Regions from separate parts of the Urocitellus parryii genome. Here all the other regions are linked to region 2. A link is a contact called in public Hi-C data. All regions are on one chromosome and are shown on one strand. The core of a region is the stretch at or near the end of the contact, and the rest is flanking DNA. Distances in the headings are between cores, read along the strand shown. Region 1 holds the start of Ppm1l (protein phosphatase, Mg2+/Mn2+ dependent 1L). Region 2 holds the start of Kpna4 (karyopherin subunit alpha 4). Region 3 holds the start of Smc4 (structural maintenance of chromosomes 4).

What was found. Hi-C and Micro-C count contacts between places; a contact is called where the count stands out from the background.
Region 1: a contact with region 2 is called in a Hi-C map of muscle, with 5 times the contacts expected there. The contact joins the promoter of Ppm1l here to the promoter of Kpna4 in region 2. A contact is called at or near these places in 2 of 2 Hi-C or Micro-C datasets (liver and muscle).
Region 3: a Hi-C map of liver shows a contact between it and region 2, with 5 times the contacts expected there. The contact joins the promoter of Smc4 here to the promoter of Kpna4 in region 2. A contact is called at or near these places in 2 of 2 Hi-C or Micro-C datasets (liver and muscle).

What each region holds. Positions count from the first base shown.
Region 1 is chr2:121,829,485-121,832,824 of mUroPar1.hap1, reverse strand. It overlaps Ppm1l (protein phosphatase, Mg2+/Mn2+ dependent 1L), which reads right to left and starts at 1,773. Exons shown (of 4, transcript XM_026412088.2): 1 at 579-1,773. The coding sequence starts at 977.
Region 2 is chr2:121,606,890-121,610,191 of mUroPar1.hap1, reverse strand. Kpna4 (karyopherin subunit alpha 4) reads left to right here and starts at 1,919. Exons shown (of 17, transcript XM_026412083.2): 1 at 1,919-2,246. The coding sequence starts at 2,178. It overlaps LOC144250815, which reads right to left and starts at 1,652. Exons shown (of 3, transcript XR_013342590.1): 1 at 1,264-1,652.
Region 3 is chr2:121,443,105-121,446,483 of mUroPar1.hap1, reverse strand. It overlaps Smc4 (structural maintenance of chromosomes 4), which reads right to left and starts at 1,377. Exons shown (of 24, transcript XM_026412087.2): 1 at 1,280-1,377; 2 at 121-261. The coding sequence starts at 256. Ift80 (intraflagellar transport 80) reads left to right here and starts at 1,818. Exons shown (of 20, transcript XM_077793983.1): 1 at 1,818-1,909.

The sequences.
Region 1 (3,340 bases), core at 524-3,023, 220 kb before region 2:
AAAAAAACCTTGGGCCAGCGAGGTGCTCTCTGTTGAACTTGCAAAGTTGATGGCCTTGGGAGGAAGAGCAGAGCCACTCTAGTTCCTCCCTAGAGTGAAGGCAAAGGGAAAGAGTCACGGTTTCCTTCACCCTCGACCAACTCTCTACCTTCCAGATTTTGTCCATTTCTCTAAGAATACATCAAAGATACTGTCTTCCTTCTTTGTGGTAATGCATCCTCAAACTCTGGAACAGGGGCTCTGAGGCCCGGGACAAAAGTTCACTGGAAATACCATTAATTCTTCCCGAAAAACTAGCACGGTCATTTGGCTTTGGAGTCCTCATATTAAAACAGCACGAAATACGTGGTGAATGACTCTCTGCTAAACAGGTCGCTCGGCTCCAAGGTCCCCATACAGCAGTGTTTGGGGCAACTTGAGCCACATCTGTCCAGACACCACGCCCCTCTCACCCAAGTCCTACCCCGTCGCACATGCGACATCCTGTTGTTTACACACACACACACACACACACACACACACACACACTCACACACACGGGTGGGGGGGGTGGAGAGCGCACCCAGTGGAACTCCTACCTCGCCGCCGTGCCCATCGAAGATCCCAAAGATGGACGGGTGCGTTTTGTTGGCCAGGTCGGTAAGAACTTCGAAGCGGTCCTCCATGTGGTCTCTTCGGCCCTGGATGGAATACACCGCCACGTTATGGCTCTTGAACTCCCAGGTCTTAGAAAACTCGGCCTCCAGCACGTCAAGCCCTCCAAGTCGATCGTTCTGCATAATTTCAGCCACCTTGCCCTTCACCATCTTCACCGCGTCCCGGCTGGACTTGACGATGGTCTTTACTTCGTCTGTGTGGAAGAAGTAACTCCAGAGCGCTAAGCTGATGCACAGCAGGAAAAGCGTCTCGGGTCTAAGCAAGAAGTAGCGCATGATGCGACCCAGCAGAGACAGCAAAGTCATCGTATCCTCTATCATTTATTATCACTAGAGCCCCAACCACCAGCAGCGACGCGCGCCCCGAAGGCTCGCCGGGTCTGAAGCACTGCGGGGACAGCCCGCCTGGAGGGAGGCGGAGCAGTAGCCTAGGGTAGGGGGAAGAAGCGCACGGAGCCGAGCAAGAGGCAGATGAGCTGGTGGTTCCAAACCCGCGCCGCAAGCAGAGGCAGTTTCCCTTTTGTCTCCCTGCCTCGGCGGCCCGGAGGCCGGTGCCTGCCGCCAGTGCCGCTTCCCCTCCTGCGCCCTTTGTGAAACGGCGGCAGCCGCGGCGGCGGCGGCGGGGGCGGTGGTGGTGGTGGTGGTGGCGGCGGCGGCGGCGGCAGCCTCGGGTGCCGGGGCTGGGCGCGAGGAACCAAGTTAAAGTTGCGCCGGGCGGGTCTGCCGCGGCAAGAGGGAGTTCGGGGCGACCGGGCCCGCGCGATCCCTCCGGGGGTGCCCCCTCGCGGCTCCGGGGAGCGATCGGCAGGTGAGGAGGCTGAGGGCACGAGAGCCCGGCGGGCAAAGGATGCAGGTCCCCTCAGTCGCTGCTGCAGAGGGCGCGGAGACAGCTGAACGTTCCGACGCCTTCACACACCCCGGGGGGCCCAAGAGAATAAAAGTTTTGCAGGAGCCTGGGCTGAGGCTGGTAGACGCAGAGCCCGGCTACACCGCACAATCCGCACTGAGCCGCAGGCGGCCGGCCCGGCTCAGCCTGCCTCTCCCCGGCACCTCGCGGCTCGGCTCGGCTCGGCTCGGCTCCTTTCGGCTTTGCTCGCGCGCCCCTGGCTAGCACTCAGTCTTGCGCTAGCCCCGCCCCGCGCGCGTTCGTCCCGCCCCTTGAGCTAGGATTTGAGACAGTGAGGTACTCCCCAACGAGCTGTCAGAGGCTGAGGAAGCTTTGTGGCGGCAGGCTAACGCGGGCAGACCGGGCCAATTCAAGCGAACCGAGGGGGAGTGAAGGAGCGCGTCCATTGTCTAGTTCTTGAAGACGGTAGTTCCTGCCTTTGTGCAGGCTCCCGGAACAATATAATCTCCTCCTAGTAGATCGAGCGTTAGTTTTGTGGAAGCCACTGCTGCTCTCCGGGAAACAGAGAGTCGCACGTGAGTGTCCCCCCTCCGGCAGACTGGAAAATAGTACGCTCTTCGCCTCGCCTGACATAAGGCAAGCGAGAAGGGACGCACTTATCCCGACTCACAAAAGCGAGACCGAGAGAAACGTACCGTTTGCAGCCGCCTAAACAATCCGCAACAAAGGCCTGCCGGGATCTCCTGAGACGCTGAGAACGCCTTGGGACGTGGCAACTTTCTCCCACCTAAGATCTGTAGAATAGGGGACTTGAAGTCCCATGCAAGCGCGTTCTGATGACAACCTCGGGAGGCGAGAAAAGGCTGGCCTCTCTCAAATAGCCTTTGTCCCTGGAGCAAGGAGGCCCCGCCACCAAGGCCTTCCCTGGTCACAGTCCTTCCACAAGCGACGCTGAGCTCCCGAATAGGACCCTGAAGCGCTCCTGACCACACAGCGGAGCGAGCGCTCTGACTGCCTTTCTAGTTTAAAAGTGGATTTGAAACTCCCAAGTAGCAGCCTCCTGCCGCCTCTCAACCATAGCAAGAGAAGGCGACGAGCGAGGGCTGCAGAGAAAAGTACAGGTTTACAGAAACCATCAAGTATAACCTGAAATTTGGGCAGGTGTCGGTGGGCCTTGAAGATGAAAATCTGCACAAGAAAAGCACAGTGTACTTGTCAACTTAGAATATGGAAACAAGTGAACTTTAAAGGAAAATATCAACTCTGACTACCCCTGTCCAGGAAGAAGAGTGCTGATCTGGTTCATCCAGTCCTCTGGACTGGAAGAGTATAAACTGCCTGATCTCAGGAAATGGTATCCCAATTTTTTAAAATTAAAATTTTAAAGCACTTGAAGGAAATACATCAAAATGTTCACAGTGATAACCACAATAGTAGATTAATATGTGATTTTCATTTTCTGCTTTAGATTTTTGTCTATTTTCCACAACTTTGCCAAAGTTCCTACAAAAGGCAGGTTTCCATCACAAAAAAATAAAACTTAATCATTTAAATGGTGCATAGGATATGATCCCAATAATACAAACATACAAAAAAAGAAAGGAAATATGAAGAACCGTTATTAGTCTATAACATACTGTTGAAAACTGAATATACTGTTTGAAAACTAGGATATGGTTTCCTGCTCTGCTTTACACTTTTCAATATTTTGAGAAAATATTGATAGAGAAAACAGTTTAAAATAAATTAGGTCATTTTGTTCAATAGTCAAGAGATTCCCAAATCAGATAATAAACTGTAAATCCTTTAAGAACAAAAATGTTATTCGTCAGTATTA
Region 2 (3,302 bases), core at 670-3,169:
CTCTCCCAGTTGGTAACAGTCGTCAAACCCATTTAAGGAGTATTCTGCAAAGAGAATTTTGGGCTGTTTTATTATCAGATATAACCAGCTGTAGCTGGGAGACATGAAGACTTACACAACAGTAGCTAATTCCATGAACTTCATCACAAAAACTATCATAAAATTTATTTCCAGAAGTACAAAGTATTCATCTATACATGCACGTTGACAGGATAACTTCTAATAGCAGAATAGAATTCATCAATGCATTTTTTCCTTGAATCCTACTTATGAACAAATCCATGATGGTGAAAAGCACACATGCTTTACAACTTAATTTTCTTATCCTAAACTTTTAAATACATCAGTACTCTAGCATTCAAATATAATACTATTTCAATTAAACAAGTCTCTGGGAAATAAAAATTTACAATCTTGCCAGTTTTATTTTAAGGTCTGCATTTAATTTACAATCAAATTAATCTTCGGTGTGAATTATTTCTAGGCACAGTTTGTTTGCTGTTTATTTTCTAAAGTTTATTTTTACCTTTCCTTCATTGTAACACCTTCAAGCGACTTCAATAGTATTCCAGTGCTCTGAGTTCTATAAACCCACTGACTTTCTTAAAAAAAAAAAGCATATATATATATATATATAATATAAATATATATATAAATATACATATAAAACATATGTGTATATATATATATAATATAAATATATATATATACATATAAAACATATGTATATATATATATATATATATATATATATATATATATATATATATAACAAAACAAACGAAAACCCTCCTTTGCCTTAAAAGTGTTTCTTTAAGAAACGCTTCCACTTTAAACGATTATTTCTGTATTTTGCTCCACCATAACAAAATATACCAGACAGGACCAAAAGTTTAAAAAGTTCCAGAAAGGGTTTGTGTTAGGGTCTCTTCCTCCTACCTTGCCACATAGAAATACATTCAATGTCTCTGTTCCCCGCTCGCACCCTAATTGCATTTCACCTAACACTGTATCTTTGGGATACTGCATCTTCTTTTTTGAAAAATCTTGAGTACATTCTTTTGTGTTTGCGTTATTTTTGCCCCTGCTACCCTTGGAATTCATTTCTTTTCTCAAGAGTTACAATGTTACATGGCTATGTGCCACGATCCCCGCCCTGTAGAAGTTTTCATTTTGTGGCCAAGTAACTTCTTCAAGTTTCTATGAGGAAACACCTAGGAAGCGGTATCATCACAGGCTCATCAACTCTACCTAGTTTCCTACCTGTTGCGGGTACTCAGGATAAATCCAATTCATCTAACGGACCGCTTTTCTTTTCCATCACCACCCTCTCACTTTGCTCAGCGCCTCCGGAACGCTTGTAGCCCCTGCCAGTCCTCAGCTCCAGACCTGGCCCTTGGAAGTCTGGCCCTACCTGGCGTGGAGCCAAGGCGCAGCTCTCTCTCCTCGAAAAGCGAGCGGAGCGCTCAAGAAATGCCCTGGAAGAGAGGGCGCACCAGAGGAGAAAAGAACGTTTCTTTGACCCTGGACCCCAGACGTTTGGGGCTGCCCTGACAACTGCAGCAAACCAGCTTGTCCCCACCCAGTCTCCCGGCTTCTCCTTCTTTTACCCTCTCTCCTCGGAAATCTACTTTCTCTCACTTCCTTACCCTCTCTCGGGAGACACTAGGTCCCGCCCAGCGTTACTCTCACCGCAGCCCTCCTTTCCCCTCCCCTCCCCACCCACTCAACCAGCCCTGGGCCGTTTCCTCCCAGCGTCGCTTTCTTCCCCTTTCTGTTCGCTCTCCATCGTCCCTTCTGATTGGCCGAGCGCACCGGAGCCTGGTTGGCCAATCGGCGAGCTGGACTGGTGGCGATGGGCGTGGCCGCGGCGCCGGGGCTCCCATATCGAGGCTGCCTCCCCCTCTCAGCCGGCCGCACATTCCGCCGCCGTTGCCGCCGCCCGGCCCCACAGTTGTCTTCACCGGAGCTGCTGTCGCTCTGGGGTTAGGGAGGGGGGGCGGGCGGGGAGAGCAGGAGAAGGCCGCGGCGGAGGCAAGTGAGAGGAGGAAGGAAGCGGCCGCCCGGAGGGCATAGCAGCTCAGGCGGCGGCCGGGTTCCTGGGAGTGTCCGTGCGGCGCGGTGGTTGGGGCGGATCCCGCGGGGCCCGGGCGGGGGAAGGAGTCACCGGCCCGGCCATGGCGGACAACGAGAAATTAGACAACCAACGGCTCAAGAATTTCAAGAACAAAGGCCGTGACTTGGAGGTAAATTCCGGGGCGCCGGCGGGTGGGGGCCGTGGGCCTTGAGCCGGTCTCCGCCGGGACTCCGAGTGCAGGGGGTAGGGGCGGGCGCCGCCGCCGGGCCGCGAGGGAATGGCGCTGGGGGCCGGCCCGTCGGTGACGCCTCTGCTAACGCGCCGGGAAGTTTGTGTAGGGCCTGCTCCGCCTCCGCCCGGGAACAAGGTGCTGGGGCACGGCTGGCGCGGCCTAGGCCTGCCCCGTGGAGCCGGCCAGCTGCGGGTGCGAGAGGCTGGGCCGCGCGGCGGGGAGGCCGGGCGCAGCGAGTGCGGAGTAGGCGTGTGTGTGTGTGTGTGTGTGTGTGTGTGTGTGTGTGTGTGTGTGTGTGTGGCCCGCGCTGCCCCCCTGCCGCGGCCAGCTCCCCGGCAGTGGCGGAGATTCCTGCTCTCGCTCGGGCACCGCCGTCTGGCGCCGCGGGTAGAAGGGAGTTGGGGGAGGCGTGCGTGTGCGACCGAGTGGGGCTCGGAACTTCCTCAGCGAGACCCAAGGCGCCTCCACTTAAAGGCATTTTTTCTGGTCTTCCCGACTCCCGCTTTACCCCTGCCTCCCCTCAATGTCCAAACTACAGGAGTCAACTTCTCCGTTGAAAAAAACACCCCCGGCGTGAGAGGCCATCCTGGTGATGCTAACAGTGCCTTCCAGCGGCCTGTGTTTTACTCTGGATATAGCTGATTCAAGATGTGGCTCACGGTGTGCCCACTTCCAGGCAAAGGATACCCCTTATTTCAGCTTGTTCACAAATCTCTTTAGCCCCTCCAGAGAGACCACCAGCTGCATTCTTACATTTAAAGTCCAAAGGGTTATACAAAGCTGTCATCCTCTAGTCTACAGTATCCTTTCCCTCCACCTGCTGGTGGTGGTAATGGGGGATGGGGTGGGCTGTGGAATGGCATCATCACGTTTTATGATTTTAAAAAGGAAAAGAAAAAAAAAAAGCTTCATTGTCTTAGATTCAGCTGCTTCCAAAATTGTCAGTCTACATAAGGTGTTATGTGTTAAATGCACGCACTCACCACCGAAATA
Region 3 (3,379 bases), core at 128-2,627, 160 kb after region 2:
GACCTCAACCCCAGCCTTTTGCCCGAGTGCCACAACCACAGCTTGTTTCGGGTTGGGCACCGACATGCTCTGGCGCCCAGGAGCGCGCTCCTACCGAGTCGCGGCGGGTCACTAGCTCACCTGCGGGTTCAGCTTGGTTCTCGGTCCGGCCGGTCGGAGGCTCAGGTTCCGCGTCGCTGCCGGTGCCGTCCGGGGACGGCGGCGGCCCTTCCTCTTTACGGCGGGCGGTGGAAGGCTGGTTGCCTTTACGGGGCATGATCGCTGGGGTCGGGGAAGAGCCGGAGCAAGTCAGCTCTCAAAACCCATCCAGATTACTACCCACCCCACCCGTTTCCGAGAGAGTCGCACTTTAAAATCCGGCTCAGAGGCGACGAATCCTCAAGAAGAGGGCGACAAGAAAGCCCCGAATGCCAAGAAGGCGGGATGGGTTTCTTAACAAGACCCATGTAGGTGGGAAACCCTAGGCGTGCCTGGAAATCAACGATCTAGCAAACTGCTAAGGTTCTTTTTGCTTTTTAAGGCCTTCCACCCGTCCACTCACAATGTAAGAATATACTCAAGACTATTTCTAAACGAAGCGTCTCCCATAGCGGACATTTGTTGACATTCCCACGCTATTCGGACTAGGGATGCAAGCGCACCGACTTTTTAGAGGAGTTGCTGTGAGCTTCAGGTTTGAATGGCCATCAACCCTTTCCAAAGTAAAGACCCCGCCCGCTTTCCTCTCCCCGCCATTTAGCTCTAGGCGTCTAGAGCGCCCGGGCGATTCGAGGTCTCTTCCCCAGTACCACCGGGAAGTATGGCCGAAGCTGGCAACGACCCTTCCAAATTGGACGCCGGCAGGGCTTGGTCGGGGACAATAATTTTGCGGTAACTGGGGTTTGTCTCTCTGGGGTCCGGGGTGGAGTCCCGTTAGGCTGTAGTAAGTCCAGTAAAGGGTCAGACCCGGTGACTAGTCCCTTGGGAGACGCGAGGTGGGGGTCAGAGGAGACGCCAGTTCTGAGACTAGGATTTCTGAGAAGAGATTCGAGAGACTTGGAGCCACCCTAAAAGACGCTGTACGTAGCTAAGAGAAGTGGCGCCAGGGAGAAGCGCGCGAGAGCCCCAGCCGCAGGGAGCGGCCGGAGGGGGGGAGGGGTGACAGTGAGAGAATCTCCCAGTAGCAGCCTCCTCACCCCGTACTTCGCTGCTCTAGTTCAAGGCCTCTAACTTCCAGGCGCTGGTGGACAGGGCAGAAAGTAGGAGTGTGACAACCGTATCAGGAAAAGAAGTACGTTACCTGCGGGACAGTCCACTCAACCAGGGCTGGAAACGGCTATAAAGGCCCACTCCCCCTTGCTCCTACCGGTGCTTCGGCTCCAGGTCCTTCACTCGAAAATGGCGCCTAAAATACAAACTCGAACGGAAATTCGTTACAAATGCGCGCAATGATTTCTGGGATCCACTAATTTAAAAAAAAAGTGCGGCGATTATCACCGCCATCTTTTGCCCCTTCACGCGCATGCGCGAACTCGTAAAGCGCCCCAACTCCCGGGGGAGGTTTCTCGGTGGAAAGGAAAAACGAGGAAATGTGTTCCCTGTGGTTTATACCAGGAACACTGTTATTGAAATTAGCATTTGAAAACACAACCTGGTGAATTTTAAAAAAGAGAAAAAAACATAGAGAAGGCCCCTCCCGCAGTTAGAGGCCGTACTCGGTAGTCCAATAAGGCCCCTTAGCGAGAGGGCGGGCTCACTTAGGGGTGGGGTCTCGGACCCGGTCGGATGACGCGCCTCTGGGAAGTATCGCGTGAAGAGGGAGAAAATCTAGAGCTTAGAAGTCGCTATGGTGACGGAAAGGTTGGGAATCTTCTCTATTACTGGCCCCACAGCTGTAGGAGCAGTAACCGCTGCTTTCTTGGATTTTGAGGTAAATGTCCTCACCTTCTGACGTTTTTAAGAAAGGGTTTGGAAATCGTAGCCGTCCCTGGAACCTGCCGTCCCTCGCCTTGCGGGTGTGTGGTTCGTTGTGCATCTGTTATTTTGTCTCCCTGGGGGGCAGGGGCTGTGGGGCTCTTGGCTGGGCTTTTTTTGGATATCAAAAAGGAATCCTTGAGTTTAAAGAGAGTAGAGGGAAGGCAACTATAAGAGATGACCTGGACTAGTGAATGAATGGTCGGGTAGTCCACATGTGAATAGCAAAATAATGGTTTTCGAGTTATTTAGTAAAGGTGGGTTTTGGACTTTTAAAAATCATTTGTTTGAAGGGCTCATAATGGAAGAAACGGTTTGCGGTGGTCATCTTCATCATATCTTCATGAAGGAATTACCAATCATCAAATATTTCTTAAGTAACTTTTGTATACATTGAATTGTGCAAGGCATAATCAGGATCATTAAACAAGTATGACAATTCCTGTTCCCAGAGAACTTGGTTTTGTTGGTGGCTTCCCCGCGTTCCGCATCCCCGGCTCGGACCCCCCCCCCCGCCCCCCAAGCTACTAGGGATGGAGCCCAGGGACGCTTAACTACCGAGCTACAATCCCAGCCCCACGATTTTTTTTTTTTTTTTTTGAGATAGTGCTCATCAAGTTGCTTAGGTCCCCTTTAAGTTGAGAAGGCTGGTCTTCAACTTGCGATCCTCCTGCCTCACTCAGCCTCCCGAGTTGCTGGAATTAACAGGCCTGTGGCACTGCAGTCTGGCTGTTAGTGGCTCTTTAACTCTGTGGATATGCTAGTGATTGGTTTTTAGAGTTCATAATTTCCCCTCAAATTGTGTACAAAACTCTCTGTGCGCATTTTTCTGGAGAGTTAATTTTTCCTACAATTTTCATCAGATTCTTAAACTTGATCCTAAATCTCCTACAGTGTTAAAGAACCACTAGTTGATTTGATTCCCGTTAGTAAGCTTTTTATTCAGCAACTCTTAGGTTGAGTTGCTAGCATCCTTAAAAACAAAACAAAACAAAACTGTTGCATGCTTAGGACCTAGCATGTTAAAGCAGCAAAAATCTTTATGAATGAATTTACTTTGTTGATCTTAATATATTATGGTTCTTGCACTGAGAAGCATAAAGTTAGATTCAGTTAATTATCAGAAAAGAGCTGAGAGGACACTACCCCCAAGTGTAAGAATTTTGGTGGATTTGGGAGACTGGGGTCTCCGAATAAACATTGACAGTAATAATAATTATTATTATTAATGACAGTAATAATAATAATTATTATTATTACTATTACTACTACTACTACTACTACTACTACTACTACTACCACTACTACCGGGGATTGAAATCAGGGGCTCTCGACCACTAAGCCACATCCCTAGCCCTATTTTGTATTTATTTAGAGAAAGAATCTCCTGAGTTGCTTAGCGCTTTGCTTTTGCTGAGTTTGGCTT